Linked DNA regions of Mus musculus: region 2 is linked to region 1. The links are chromatin contacts, called in public Hi-C maps. All regions are on one chromosome and are shown on one strand. The core of a region is the stretch at or near the end of the contact, and the rest is flanking DNA. Distances in the headings are between cores, read along the strand shown. Region 1 has its middle 19 kb from the start of Tenm4. Region 2 overlaps Tenm4 (teneurin transmembrane protein 4).

The links. A called contact is a pair of places that touch in the nucleus more often than the background predicts.
Region 2: a contact with region 1 is called in a Hi-C map of the N1E-115 cell line, with 7 times the contacts expected there. The contact joins two enhancer-like sites. A contact is called at or near these places in 1 of 484 Hi-C or Micro-C datasets (the N1E-115 cell line), 1 of 115 datasets of contacts at active chromatin or transcription factors (astrocytes) and 1 of 9 other capture datasets (embryonic stem cells).

Annotation. Positions count from the first base shown.
Region 1 is chr7:96,151,179-96,153,878 of GRCm38.p6, reverse strand. No RefSeq gene overlaps it. Among named protein-coding and RNA genes, the nearest start is that of Tenm4, 19 kb to the left of the region's middle. Within about 2 kb of position 1,333, at least 151 of the 459 cell types and tissues checked have an H3K27ac peak or open chromatin away from gene starts, as enhancers often do. A contact at or near this core is called in the N1E-115 cell line, where this site is marked.
Region 2 is chr7:96,671,087-96,673,786 of GRCm38.p6, reverse strand. All of the region lies in intron 7 of Tenm4 (teneurin transmembrane protein 4), which reads right to left. Among named protein-coding and RNA genes, the nearest start is that of Gm15413, 130 kb to the left of the region's middle. Within about 2 kb of position 1,331, at least 30 of the 459 cell types and tissues checked have an H3K27ac peak or open chromatin away from gene starts, as enhancers often do. A contact at or near this core is called in the N1E-115 cell line, where this site is marked.

The sequences.
Region 1 (2,700 bases), core at 84-2,583:
CCAGACTCCTCATTCCTAGGTGGACAATGGTACCTGATAGAAGTGTAGTGGTTTAAGGAGAATGCCATTCTCAAAGCTGTTCATCTTCCTGGCATGTTCTATTGGAAACTACCTCTACCTCACCCCCAGCTCTATCAAGATCTGGGTGTTGGTTCTTCTTTTCCTTGAATTTGGCTGTGTTTGTAGGATGCCAATGGTTAGATGAGGGAGTCTATGCCACAGAAAGAGCCTCTAGTGCCTTACTCCAGCCAATAGTTCATATGTGCTGCACAGATATGTGAGTGAAGAAGTTCCTAGCTGTTTTCATACTTTGGTTTTTTTTAGGTATGAAGACCTAAACTTTGAGAAGCAGAGACCAGCCATTTCGCTGCTCTTTCCAATTTCCTGACTTGCAAATTGTTTTAAGCTAGAAAAATCACAACAATATATTATGTAGCAGGATTTTAATAAAACCACAAATACAATAAATAGCAAACAGAAGAAACAGCAGGATCTGTGATTAGAGAAGTTCCTATAATACTCACTACCACAGGCCCGGAAGGCCAAGCAGTTGCCAGAGACTCCACCCCTGAGGGTTATGCCCCGCCTACCACTCTCTCAGCCAATGGGGATTCTCTCAGCCTTCCGTCTCCTCTGGTAGCTGTTAGAGGGGCAGAGGGTGTGGAAGCGTGCTTAAAAGGCTCCTGACTCACAGCTGCGTTTGTGGGTCAGCTTTCTGCCCGCTGGGGACAGGGGAGTGGGTGGTGGAGGTGGGGGTAGGGGCTGGAGATGCCTTGATAGGAGTGGCTGCACCGCCGGTGTGAGGGCAGCTCCTTAATCTCTTTTCTCTGCTGCCTTTACATACTGGCCCGACAGAGGTCAGCATGCTGGACACATTCTTTGTTGCGGTTAAGCCAAGCCCTTAAGGCTTAGAATTGCTTTAAGCCTGATTAACTCCCAAGGAGACAGAAACATTTACATTTAGGGACAAGAGAATAAGATATTTAATCGCCTCTTTAAAACACATGCTTTCCTTGTTACTCAAAGCCAGGCAACTTCCCACCCCCCTTTCTTTTTCTCCAAGGCTGTGCCGATTTCTTTTGTTCTCAAACTAATCTCTCCCCCTCTTTTTTCCTTTTCACTCCTCTTTAATGGTCATCCTTCCTGCCCTTTCTTTACATTTTCTTTTAAAGATTTATTTATGTGTATGAGTTCCTATGTGCCTGGTGCCCACAAAGGTCAGAAGAGGGAGTCAGATCTCCTGAAAGAGGAGTTAAGGATACGTGTGAACCACCATGAGGATGCCAGGAAATGAACCCAGGTTCTCTGCGAGAGCAACAAGCAATCTTAACCTCTGAGCCATCCCTCTAGCTCCCCCTTCTTGCCCTTTCTTAACCAGATTTCTTATTCTCCTCGATCCCTCTTTTGTGTCTCTGTTGTTCCTCTCTGGATGTCTTGCAGCTTTGGGGTCTTCCACTTTCCTGTTCCTTTGCTCCTGAACGTTGAATTGCACACTTGTCTTTGAAGGAGTTATCAGTGTGGTTCCCCAAATATTTACTAACAGAGGAGCTTGAATTCTGGAACCCCTGCTACCGACTTGGCTTATTTCTGACCAGTGGTGGTAGAGGTATCCAGCGATGCGTTTCAAATCCAATGAGCCAAATCACACAGTGGGAGGCTTAGGAGAAGTCACTCTGAGTTTGAGCTTCCTTCACCGATGGTTCCCACTCTGTCTTTTGGTGATAACCTCAGAGCAATGAGCAAGGCTGCCCAAGCCTTTCTCTGAAGGCTTGGCAAAGAGCCTCGAGCTTGGGGTAAAGATCTCACCTCCCACCAGCTGTTAACCAGTCACTTTATCCCTGAGCCCTCTGAGTCCTTTCTTCACCCATAAAATGGCTAGCAGCCATCATCTTGTCTTTCTCATGGGGCTATTATGATGCACATACAAGCTAATGAATGGGAAAGCATTTTTGCAAACTATAACGTGCTGTACAAATTTAAACCCTTTTTATTATTGTTGTTATCATGATCATAATTTTTATGTTGTGCTAATGCTCATCTTACAACTCATCAGTATTAAGAAGCAGCTCTGAGTGGAATGCAATCTTGCTTCCCCCTCATGAGTGAATTTAGGGTGTCCATGGGGATAGATTGCTATTTCAAGGGGCTTCATCAAGTCCCCTGCTTCCTCCCCGCTCTGCTCAGGATAGCTTGCAGATGAGCTGGGAAAGCTGAGTTCATCCTCCAGGCCTGGTTGCACAGCTTTCCAAGGTGTATCACCACCTTTACCCACTCTTGCCTCTATGGCCTCAGTGGTACAGACTAGACTTTCAAGGGTTACCCTCGCTCACCTAGAACACAGATGACCTGTTCTCAGCAGGTCTCTGTCCTGCTCCAGCTTCTGCTATCCTTAGCCTCAGTCTCTTGGGCTCCCCCCTGTGGCGGGTCATGGCCAAGCCTTCCTTATGGCCCTAGAGGAAGAGGTCCTCCATCAAAGAAAGTAAATGCTACCCTGAGCATAGACTTCTCCATCCTTCCCAGCTGCTAAGACAGTTACTTTCCTGATGTCCAGTGCAGGTAGGAAGAGCAAGGACAACCGTTAATGCTGTGCTGTTAAAACCAGTAACAACCTGTGTTCTACCTTGAATTAGCAAGCTCTCCAATCTACAAGTCTACAAGTCTGGATCAAACAAGAATACTTTCCAGGAAAGGGAGCTTACA
Region 2 (2,700 bases), core at 82-2,581, 520 kb before region 1:
TTTTGCTTATATATTATGGTTTCTGATTTAAGTTTTACATGTTTTCTCTGTGTATGGATGTGTGGGTTTCAGTATCCGGGTGTGTTTCTTGTGCTTTTTCTTTGTCTCATTTCTGTTGTCTGTTTGTTTATTGTGTTTGTCCTATTCTGGTTTGTTTGTTTTTATTTTATCTTATTTTTTAGATGCCCGTTTGTATTCTAATGAGAAAGAGAAAGAAAGGGTGTGGCCTTGGATAGGTGAAGTGCAGAGGATCTGGGAAGAGCTGAGGGAGGGAAAACCATCATCAGAATATACTATACAAAAACAACCTATTTGTTTTTAAAAGTACAATAGAAAGAAAACCAGAAAAGAACTATATTTTAGAAGCCACAAGTGTGGAGGTTACAAATGTAGCTTTGCAATCACGTCCATGTATGAAAGATCACGTTTCCCATTTCCTGGCTGTGTGACTGCATATATTGCATAACTTTTCGAATATCCTTTCCTTCACAATTAATGGTATTAAGTCTAGCCTATAATTATGTCATAACTAGGTAGGGGCTAAGGAGAGGCCTTCTGCACAGGACAGAATCCTAGCAAGAGTCGGTCTTGACATAGAACTGGATCCCCAAGCAATTGTCAGAGCCCGTCTGGTCCCTCTTTGCTCAGGTGTACAATGGAGACTGAGCATCTGAGGCTGGAGTGGGCTTCCTTCGCTGTAGGTCTCAGGTTCAGGCAAGAACATGGTGGAGTGGGCCCTGGGTGCCCCACAGCCAGGGCCACGTTTCTTCCCCTTTGCTCTCAACTGTCCTGCAAGTAGACTTTTATTCTAAATGTACAGATACAAAAATTCAGCAAGTACTAACCACCCTCCTAGGATCTGCACAAAGGGCTAGTCCATGCCTTTAGCCCTTTTACTTATAACCCAGACTCTTTCAAAGCTCACTGGCGAATTTGCACCTCACTGCCTCCCACCAGGCTGTTTTAGACATTCACAGGGTGAACTCAGCTGTCAGTTGAGGTTGGAATAGGCAGGACAAAGAAACAGCCATCAAACTGCTTCCGTGTGTGGTGAGTAATTACAGAATCTGCTAAATTACAGTGATTAGGCATTGCCAAGGAGAAGTCAAAAAAAAAAAAAAGTCTCCAGCAACTTTGGAGACGGGAGGGGGAGAGTTTAATTAAACAGCTCCTTGCTACTGCTTTAATCTCTCCCTTGGAAAAACCCACAGGTTCAGAGGGGACAAGAGGGAGGGCAGAGAAGGACCCAGGGAAATCCTCCTACAATGGCGCTGCCTGGGTCTTTAAAGGGTTCCTGGGAAGTTAGTGATGAAATGAGAGATGGTGGCTTTTATTATGGAAATGCAAGCATTAAGCCAAGGATTTGGACCCATGAGGGAGCTGGTAAGGGGGGTCCAGTTATAACTGTTCCTAAATTCCTGCTGGGGCGAGGCCAAGCCTCAAGTGGCCGTAGATTTTCTTTTGAAGGATTTATTTTCCTTATGTCAAAAGTTCACTACCCCCAGACTTTGTCATTTGGGTACAAAAAAAGTGCTTTTTAAAAAGCCACCAAACATTGAAAACAAAGGCTTCTCTGCCATCTATTTTACCAGCAAAGGTTCTTCTAATTAAATTTTGATTATGAACTGGGGAACACAAGTACATTTGTGGGCTGCTCACAGGATTAAACTTAGACAAAGTGGAACAGCTATGAGCCTCTGTCCTGAGTGGATTTCAATTTTATGAGGAGAGCCTTATAGAGAGGGATTTGCTTCCAGAACTAGAGAAGAGCCCGCTGAGCTGGCAATGCCCAGGAAGGAAGTTCTAGGACTGCCTATGATGTGAGAATCTAGTATCCTGTTTAATCTCCTACTGCTTAACCATGAGGACCAGAGTTCAAATCCCAGCACCCAAATTTGGCAGTTCACAAATACCTCCAACTCTGACAGTGTCTTCTAGCCTCCATACCTGCATACACATGTGCACATACACAAAGATACTCACATATACACACAAACAAAAATTTCAAAAGCAAACAACATTAATATTTAAAATAAACAAACACAAAGCTTGTGACATCAGTTAATTTCTATACTCTGCCTACTTTTTCATATTGATACGATGAACACATTTATTATAGGTATACATCGTATAGTTTTAATATGGTGAAATGATAGTTAAGATTCTTAAATGAGAAAGAAACTAATTGATCAAACTTCTGGAAGCTGCTTTGATGACATTACTTTATTTAAAACCTATGTGTGGCTCCAACAAATATCTTTCCCTGCAACTAGTCAGCTGTCATATAATGAGGGCAGTGGCTTTCAGGTTGATCTTAGCATTCATAGATATGTGCTTTGAGACACTTGTCCTTTCTTTTACACAGAGCTAAGAGTTATTTTTCTTTTGGGTATGTGTATTTTTGACAATGACTTCAGGTCTCTGAGTCTAGTGCAAGAATCCTTCAGAAGATGAAATTCTGTTCATGGGCCACTGTGGGTCCTCAAACAAACAAACAAACAAACAAACAAAACAAAACCAAAAACTCTCAAATGTGATAAATATCACCCTGACACCTAGCTAGAAGAACACCCCACCCTAGAATGATGTGGATCTGAGCCCTTTCTTCTGATTGAAGCAATGATTAAAACCAGGCCCCTAGCAAACAATTTGCCACACTCTGACCGTTTGGAGGCAGGATGCTGTCATTAAAAGGTCATC